Linked DNA regions of Zea mays: region 1 is linked to region 2. The links are chromatin contacts, called in public Hi-C maps. All regions are on one chromosome and are shown on one strand. Each heading gives the region's core, a stretch centred on a gene start, on an enhancer-like site or on the middle of the called end of the contact. The rest is flanking DNA. Distances are from core to core; before and after follow the strand shown.

Region 1 (3,767 bases), core at 93-2,592, 41 kb after region 2:
CTTCATTTCCATCCAACGACAACTTATTAAAATCGATCAACATATGTGATGTTTGCGTTTTGTGTTTAACAGGCTGGTGAGTGCTTTAAAGGCTGGAGTGTTTTATAACCATGAGAAAGGAGCGGTGGCGGAGCAGCGACATTTTCAAATATTGAATGTTTTTCGTTTTTGTTAATGTGTTTGGCGCGTCTATATTCGTATTACTGCTTTTGGCGTCAGTTGGATAAAAATGTAATAAATGCTAAGATGACCGGTTACAATATCCATATGTCCCGTAAGAATCTTTACATTTAATGAAGGGTATTCTTCTAATCTCTCATGCTACTACTTATTAAAATAGGGATCGTTAAACTTAAATTTTTATACTCGGTTAGAAACACGGTCTATCTCGACCATTAGCACCGCAGTACATGTTGCTAAGAGTAAAGTTTACAATTGAGATCCTCATTTTTAATAAAATACAAAAGGACAATTAAAAAATAAAATTAGCTCAACAATTTCAATTTAACTCGTGGAAAACTAACTAAATACTAGCTCTGCCACTGAAATTGATGAAGAGGAGGGAGCACCGCCGGGCTGGCGGTTGACTCCGGTGAAGAACCAGTTGGCGCGCAAGCTGGATGAGTCTGTACAACGGCTCGTATTTGCTGGATCACGTGTGCTGTATTTGGTACCGCTTCTCCAGTCTCCAGAGAAAACGCTTATTTTTATCGTTACACTATTCGGAATTTCGGATCTGAATGTGCAAGTTAGAACAGAACATCTGGGTTAACCATTGTGGGCCCTAAAAAGTCTTTTTATAATACCGGACCTTGGAAGCATGCTAGCCAGAAGCCCACTGGGCCGTGTGCTCTCTAGTCCATGCGCCATTTCGTTTGTGTCGACTTTAATAATTTTTGTCATTCTCTCAGATTATTTTCCTGAGAGCATTGTGCGTATATTTATACTAATTACGTTTGAGGATGCTGTTAGAAATTTTAAATTCAAACGTTGTAAATTTAACTTAATTATTCAAAAAAATATGTATAAGGTACCAAGATATAACGTCACATGTCTTTCAGCAATACAGTTCTTCTAAGTTTTATAAAAAATCAACGAAGTCCCACAGGATTACGCGATCATTGGATGCGTACAAAAATAGTGTCCGTCCCCAACATCTTTAGCTGAAAATGATGGCAAAGAGCACAAATCCAGGAAAACCTAGTCGAAACAGAATCTCCATGTATATCAGTATACATAAACATTTTCAATGATACTATAGAATATTGATAATAAACTCATTTTTGAATTGACCATTCCATTTGAATTAAAAAAAATTATGTCACAGTTGCCACCACACTGTTTCCTTATTGTCTACTCACCCCATTATGAGCCACCTTCCTTTTTTTTCATTTGCTATAATAATTCCAGCGCCTCTTATTATATTTTTTTAACTCGCTATTTCTGCTCACCTCCTCCTCTCCTTTTCTTCCTCCCTCAGCCTGGCCTCAACTCCCCTCCCATCCCGTCCCCCGATCTCATCTCGCCGGCGGCGGCGATGGCGGGCAACGATAATTGGATCAACAGCTACCTCGACGCCATCCTAGACGCCGGAAAGGCTGCCATCGGCGGCGACCGGCCTTCCCTCCTCCTCCGCGAGCGCGGCCATTTCTCCCCCGCGCGCTACTTCGTCGAGGAGGTCATCACCGGGTACGACGAGACCGACCTCTACAAGACATGGCTACGCGTACGTCCGTTGCCGATGCGGCCAACGCCAATTCCACCTCTTATCTTCCGTTGCTGTTGCTGTGATTCCGTTACCGATCTGGGTGTGCCGTGTCTGCAGGCGAACGCCATGCGGAGCCCGCAGGAGAGGAACACGCGGCTCGAGAACATGACGTGGAGGATCTGGAACCTTGCAAGGAAGAAGAAGGAGGTAAGCTCGGTTTTTCTCCGGTTGCTTCTCAGCTTGGACTGTGCTATAGATTGCCACTACGAAGTATCATTTGACGTTGGATGAGTTTTGTGGCGGGTATTCTGCATAGATGTTGCTGATTATCTGTGCTTGTTAGATCGATCATTTCTTTTACTTTCCCTCAGTTAGAGACTTACAGGCTTAGAACTGGACGTTGTACTTGCTAGGTGACGTTTGCACGCAACCAGATCAGTTAAAGATGAGATACATAAGCTAAACATCATATTGACTTGCGCGAGGAGTTGTTTTCCGACGGCATTGGTCTCTGATACAGCTTTGACATTGTACTTTGCCAGTCTTTCCTAAGTTTTTCAGCTGCTACTGCTGTCCCTATGTTTCTAGTCACTGTTAGCTTGTAAATGGCTTTCACTTGTTCAGTAGCTGGACCAATTGTGACAGATGCTGGGAACAAGGGAATTTCATGAAAGAAGTTTGTAGATGGCTTTCACTTGTCCAGTAGCTGGACCAATTGCGACAGATGCTGGGAACATAGGAATTTCATGAATGTCCACTACCCACTAGTTGACTAGCTGAGCCAATGGGAGCGTGATGACACTGCATATCCATTTCAGCATCCTTTTTATCCATTCTAAAGCCCTCTACTGATATTATTCTGTCCCCAAGAAACAACACATTCTGTTTTGACTAATATTTCCACCATCATAGAGTTAAGCACTTTTGCACAGTAATTTTAGGTCCTGTTTGAATGTACTAGCTGCTAAAATTAGCTAGAGACATCCAAACAGTCTAGTTAATAGTTCAGTTATTAGCTGCTTTTAGCTGGAGACATCCAAACACCCCAACTAATAGTCCAGCTAACTATTAGTTGCACCCTCAACCATCCATTAGTTCATTAGTTGGTTCAACCTATCTAAAATCAGCTAATAGTTAGCCAACTAATTGCACTAGGAATTTTTAGCCAGCTAACTATTAGCTCTAGCTCATTCAAACAAGCCCTTAGTCTACCTCTGATTTACCAGTTGAGCTCAGGTTTTACATTTTACTGCTTTGGTAACTTTGTAAGACCTAAGTCTACATTAGTTGTAGCACGTACTAAGTTTCCTCTATATCAAAGAGCGCAAAGGTCCATATTCTTCTGCTTCTGCTAGGTTATTATTAGAGTTTATCTATTTCTTATCTTTCTAGTTTTGTCCTATATTTTTCAAATACATATTTGTATATGCAGTTCGAGAAAGAAGAAGCTTGTCGTATGTCAAAACGCCAGCCAGAAACTGAGAAAACACGAGCTGATGCTACTGCAGATATGTCTGAAGATCTCTTTGAAGGAGAAAAAGGAGAAGATGCTGGTGATCCATCTGTCGCATACGGGGACAGCACCACGGGGAGCTCACCTAAAACAAGTTCAATTGACAAGCTATACATAGTATTGATCAGGTATAGATATTATTCCTTCCAAATCGTTTTTAAATAGGAAGCATGGAAGAAATGGTTCTTTTCTTTTTCTTGTTAGCATTTGAACGGGCACTGATATTTTTTTTGCCCTAACAATTGCTTAATTTTGTGGTGTTTCCTAGTGGAAAGGCAAATGAATTGCTCAGGCATATGCGCATCTAGCCTTCGTTAATCTGTTTGCACTTTATATTGCAGTCTACATGGTCTGGTCCGTGGTGAGAATATGGAGCTTGGCCGAGATTCAGATACGGGTGGCCAGGTAATCTTGTTGCACTCAGCTAATAAGTATAACAACTTCTATTGACCTGTATAAATGCACACTGATCTAGTATATTGCTCACTTCCAATACTTGGCAACTCAAATAAGACTTGATAATTTATTTCTTAATAAAATTTCGTA
Region 2 (4,030 bases), core at 1,353-3,852:
TGGCCTTGACACAGTAGGAGAGGGTATCCCAGTTACGGGTACCGACGAGTATATGTTTTAATTTCATTCCAATTGGAGGCGTAATATTAAGAGCTATTTTAGCAAATCGGGTGATATATTTGCATACATGCTAGAGATGAAGTGCTAGGCAAATTAATGAGATGTTCTTTTACTTTCTTGTTAGCTTACCCTCAATCATTTTCTGTAGTTAGCGCAGTGATAGGCAACACATACAAATGATTGTATCCCCGTACCTACCTCCTGCCAGCACAAATCTCAAAGTAAAATGAGTCATGCTTTTATAAATCGATTCAAGGCATGAAGTAACGACTTTTTTCGCTCTACAAAAGGGGGCCAAAGGCGACATGCTTTTATAAATCAATTCAAGGCATGAAGTAACGAACAAAATGGATTGTCTTGTGGGAGGAAGAAACTACACGTACGTTTGACAGTTCAAACTCAACAACCTTTCTGCTATAACCACCAATCTGCTTTGCTAGCAAACAACTTCCATTTAATCGATTTAACTTTGTTGTTACTGTCATGCCTGCGTAAGTACATCACTTATAAAGTGAAAATAGTTGATTTCACATCGCAATTACTCAAGAACAAACGTCGTTTTAGCCCATTTTCGTACCACACACACAGACCCCAGAAGGCGATTTAGCAACAAACCCACCAACAACATGAATTCTTGTTACTATGCTGTGAAATTTGAGTGCACAGCAAGTCTGACAGAATCAGCTAACAGCACCTCTGAACTGGCCACATTTTCATCTGTTTTCCTCCTCCATATACCTATCTCCACCATAGACACCTGAGTGGACAACAGATAGGGTGGTAATGGATCACGATCTAAATGGCTCTTCACAAAATAATAGAGCCCTAAATAAATTTTAGTTCTAAAATAAATAGAAATATGGTCTGATTCTAATCTGATCTGATCCTTGTTGGAATTAGGCTCACTAGTGTACGGCTTAATTCAATAAGGAAGCCAAGGTGGTATGTATATATAGATGGCATGGGACTTTAGTCTCATATCGTCCATCTAGGTAGGAGAGAACTAGCTTATATGGTGGAGTGTTATCTACTCTTAACATGACACAAATAAAGGGCTATGGAGGCTGTCACGCGTGCACGCTCGTTCGCGTTTCACGTTTTTTCGCGTTATTTATCGCGTGACTTGTGACTTATGAAAATGCGCGATCGCGTTGTGATGAGTTCTAAACGGCAGTTTAATTTTTTTCTTTTTGTTTATTTGGTTATCAAATATCACACCTAGATTGCCATGTCAACCAGTAGGAATGGGCACGCACGTTACGTGCGAGATCTCTGGACGGTTGCACATAGAGATATTCCAGAGGGCGGTTTCTGGAATTTAGCAGATCTAATCAAGGGGTTGCGGTGGCCCATCTATATAGGGCAGACGTCTTTCAGTTGGAGGAAACATGCGAATAACAACCGACTCGTCCTCTTCTTCTCAATTCTATGCGCTGTCACTTCTCTGCACTGCCATCGTTTCGTCTGTCGTGCGGCAGATCAAAGGAGAGTGGTGTCTCCGAACCACCGCTGGTATTTTGACGACCTGCATAGGTGCCGGCGAATCAGGTTTCTGGGAAGTGCTTCGCGCACGTCCGTTCGGGTTCTTCTTCAACACTCGTGGAAATCACTGTGAGTAAATTTGCTTTTTCAGTTTATTGCGATGACGGTCTTATAGTTAGATCCGTTGTCGATTCTTCTTTTATGTGTTAATCTTGTTGAAATAGTTCAGATCTGTTTTGTTCTAATGTTGTCGATATTATCTGGGTTTTTCGTTTTATGCTGCATTATAAAATTAATCTTAGGCATTGTTAATTTTTCCAACAATTCTTAAATCTTATAGCGTAAAATTTAAAGTTCATTATCATCTATAGCAACACGTGCTCTCAGTCTATGTGGCGCGCGAAGAATATATTCCAACATAAGGAGAAAGGTATATGTTCCGAACAGATGAGCTTTCTTAGAACGCGCAACTTCCGTTGCTACGGGTGGATAGCTTGCATCCAACGCTACCACAGGTATGTTCGCCTGGACCATCAAGGATCAGAGCAACGAGCATATATATGAGTTTTTCCCATCATAGTATATATATGACAGGGAGTTTTGGCATCTGCCAATAAGTTCCAAATCTTGGGAAAAAAATACTTGGTTTTGTTTTGGAGTGGAGGATACTGCTATCTGTTGGAAAAACTCCGTTGCCATACAGTGCGGATAAGCGATTTCAGTTTCAGATCACGAAGTCCATTCAGGCCACAATAAATTCAGGCATAGCACCCCATCCTGGTACCCTATACAACTACGACATGCTGCTACTGCTGCTAATACTACTAAAGAAGCACAAGTGCAGCCTGTCAGCCATATATATGCAATGCAAGGCAGAAAAAGAGAGAGAACAAAAAAAAAAAAAAGCGGGCATCTACACGCATATCCTACGTGCGGTGCGTGTGATCCTCTGGACGGAGCTTATCGTTTTCAGGCTCGAAGGGTGTGATCTGGCTCTGATGCAGATAGATAGATGCCTGCTTTACAGCTCCCATGCTGCCATTGGCCCTCTTATCTCTTTCAGGGCGTTGCAGGACACAGGTTCCTATGGTTATGGCTCTGCAATGTAGATATGATTCTGCTCAGGGGATGAATGGACCACCGTCTGGTACTGCCGCGCGCGGTGCTGTTCTCTATCTACCAGAATGAGACAGCTTTTCATGTGTGTGCATGGCTGCAACAGGAGGCCAGGAGAGATATTCATAGTGGCTCAATTGGTGGCAGCCGTTAGTCCCGGTCCTTTTCGACTCGATCGATCTCATAGAAAACAGGCGGTACAGAATTGTAGATGACACTGTTTACAAAGAAAAATTTAAGAGCTAGCTTGGAAACCACATTTTTCCAGAGGATTTTCATTTTCCCAAAAAAAATTAGTTTATTTTTCCTTATGAAAATAGAAATCACATAAGAAAATGATGTTCTCAAACTAGCCCTAAATAAAAAAATGAGATAGAAGATCTGCTGGAGATAGCTTTAGAGATCCATTTTTCATTTTTTAAATTCCCACTAAGCCACAAATGATAACTCTCATTCCCTACTAAATGGTTTCGGTTCCTCTAATTTGTTTGTTTTTTTAACATCTAAGGGCTTGGAAATTTTATTTTTTAAGGTAGTTTTATTTTTCTAAAGAAAATTAGTTCTTTTTCTCTTATGAAAATAAGATTCATTTAGAAAAATGAGGTTCTCAAACTAGTACTAAAAATGTTTTCTATGTTCTCTGGATACTGATGCAGCTTAGCTTATGCAGAAGCTGGACGGCTCCTAAATTAAGCTTGTCTCTTGACTCTTGAGCCCTAGCTAGTTTCTTGGGTGCTGTCGAATTTGAGCATCCGTCGCGGAGGGTGCGTGATAGCGAAGGAGTCTACCTATGTTCTGAAACTTCAGCCAGATTCAACCATTCCAAGAATTGTTTACGAACGGACGACGGCTTGGTTGTTGCTGTTCTTCGAAGTAACAATTATTTTTAACTGTAGGGTCCAAAATTCCGGGGAAAAAATTCTATGCAGGAGTCATGTACAGTGAAGCGTTTACAGGATTAGCAAGATAGGACGTTCTGATGCCGAAATTATTCCGTCTAATCAGCTTCCTGCGTTCGTCGGAGTTGTTCGGCCTGGCTGCTGTTTAAGCCAGCTCCATCTGCTCGCCTGCTGGAATAAACACGACTAAAATACATGATCGTCGTGTAATAAGGTTTGAGTAATAAACTAGTCTATCATCTTCTCATTTATCACTTTTTTTTGTTTATACTTCATTCTTGAATATTTGTCACTCCGTTAATATATTTTTGAACTAAAACGCGATAAATAAAAAAAAATTGAAGGAGTAGAATAGAATGAGTTGATCCATTATCAACTTATTACTCATAATTAATTACTTAATACTAACATAAATAATGGAGTCATCCCACCAAATTTAAGAATTGGATTTATAATACAACGTCTCATCTTGA

What was found. A called contact is a pair of places that touch in the nucleus more often than the background predicts.
Region 1: a Hi-C map of bundle sheath shows a contact between it and region 2, with 3 times the contacts expected there. The contact joins the promoter of LOC103626734 here to the enhancer-like site in region 2. A contact is called at or near these places in 7 of 25 Hi-C or Micro-C datasets (bundle sheath, ear, leaf and 1 more).

What each region holds. Positions count from the first base shown.
Region 1 is chr5:98,547,174-98,550,940 of Zm-B73-REFERENCE-NAM-5.0, forward strand. LOC103626734 (probable sucrose-phosphate synthase 2) reads left to right here and starts at 1,343. Exons shown (of 13, transcript XM_008647115.3): 1 at 1,343-1,726; 2 at 1,826-1,915; 3 at 3,141-3,349; 4 at 3,563-3,626. The coding sequence starts at 1,538.
Region 2 is chr5:98,505,274-98,509,303 of Zm-B73-REFERENCE-NAM-5.0, forward strand. No RefSeq gene overlaps it. Among protein-coding and RNA genes, the nearest start is that of LOC103626734, 41 kb to the right of the region's middle. Within about 2 kb of position 2,603, at least 13 of the 20 cell types and tissues checked have an H3K27ac peak or open chromatin away from gene starts, as enhancers often do. A contact at or near this core is called in bundle sheath, ear, leaf and 1 more, where this site is marked.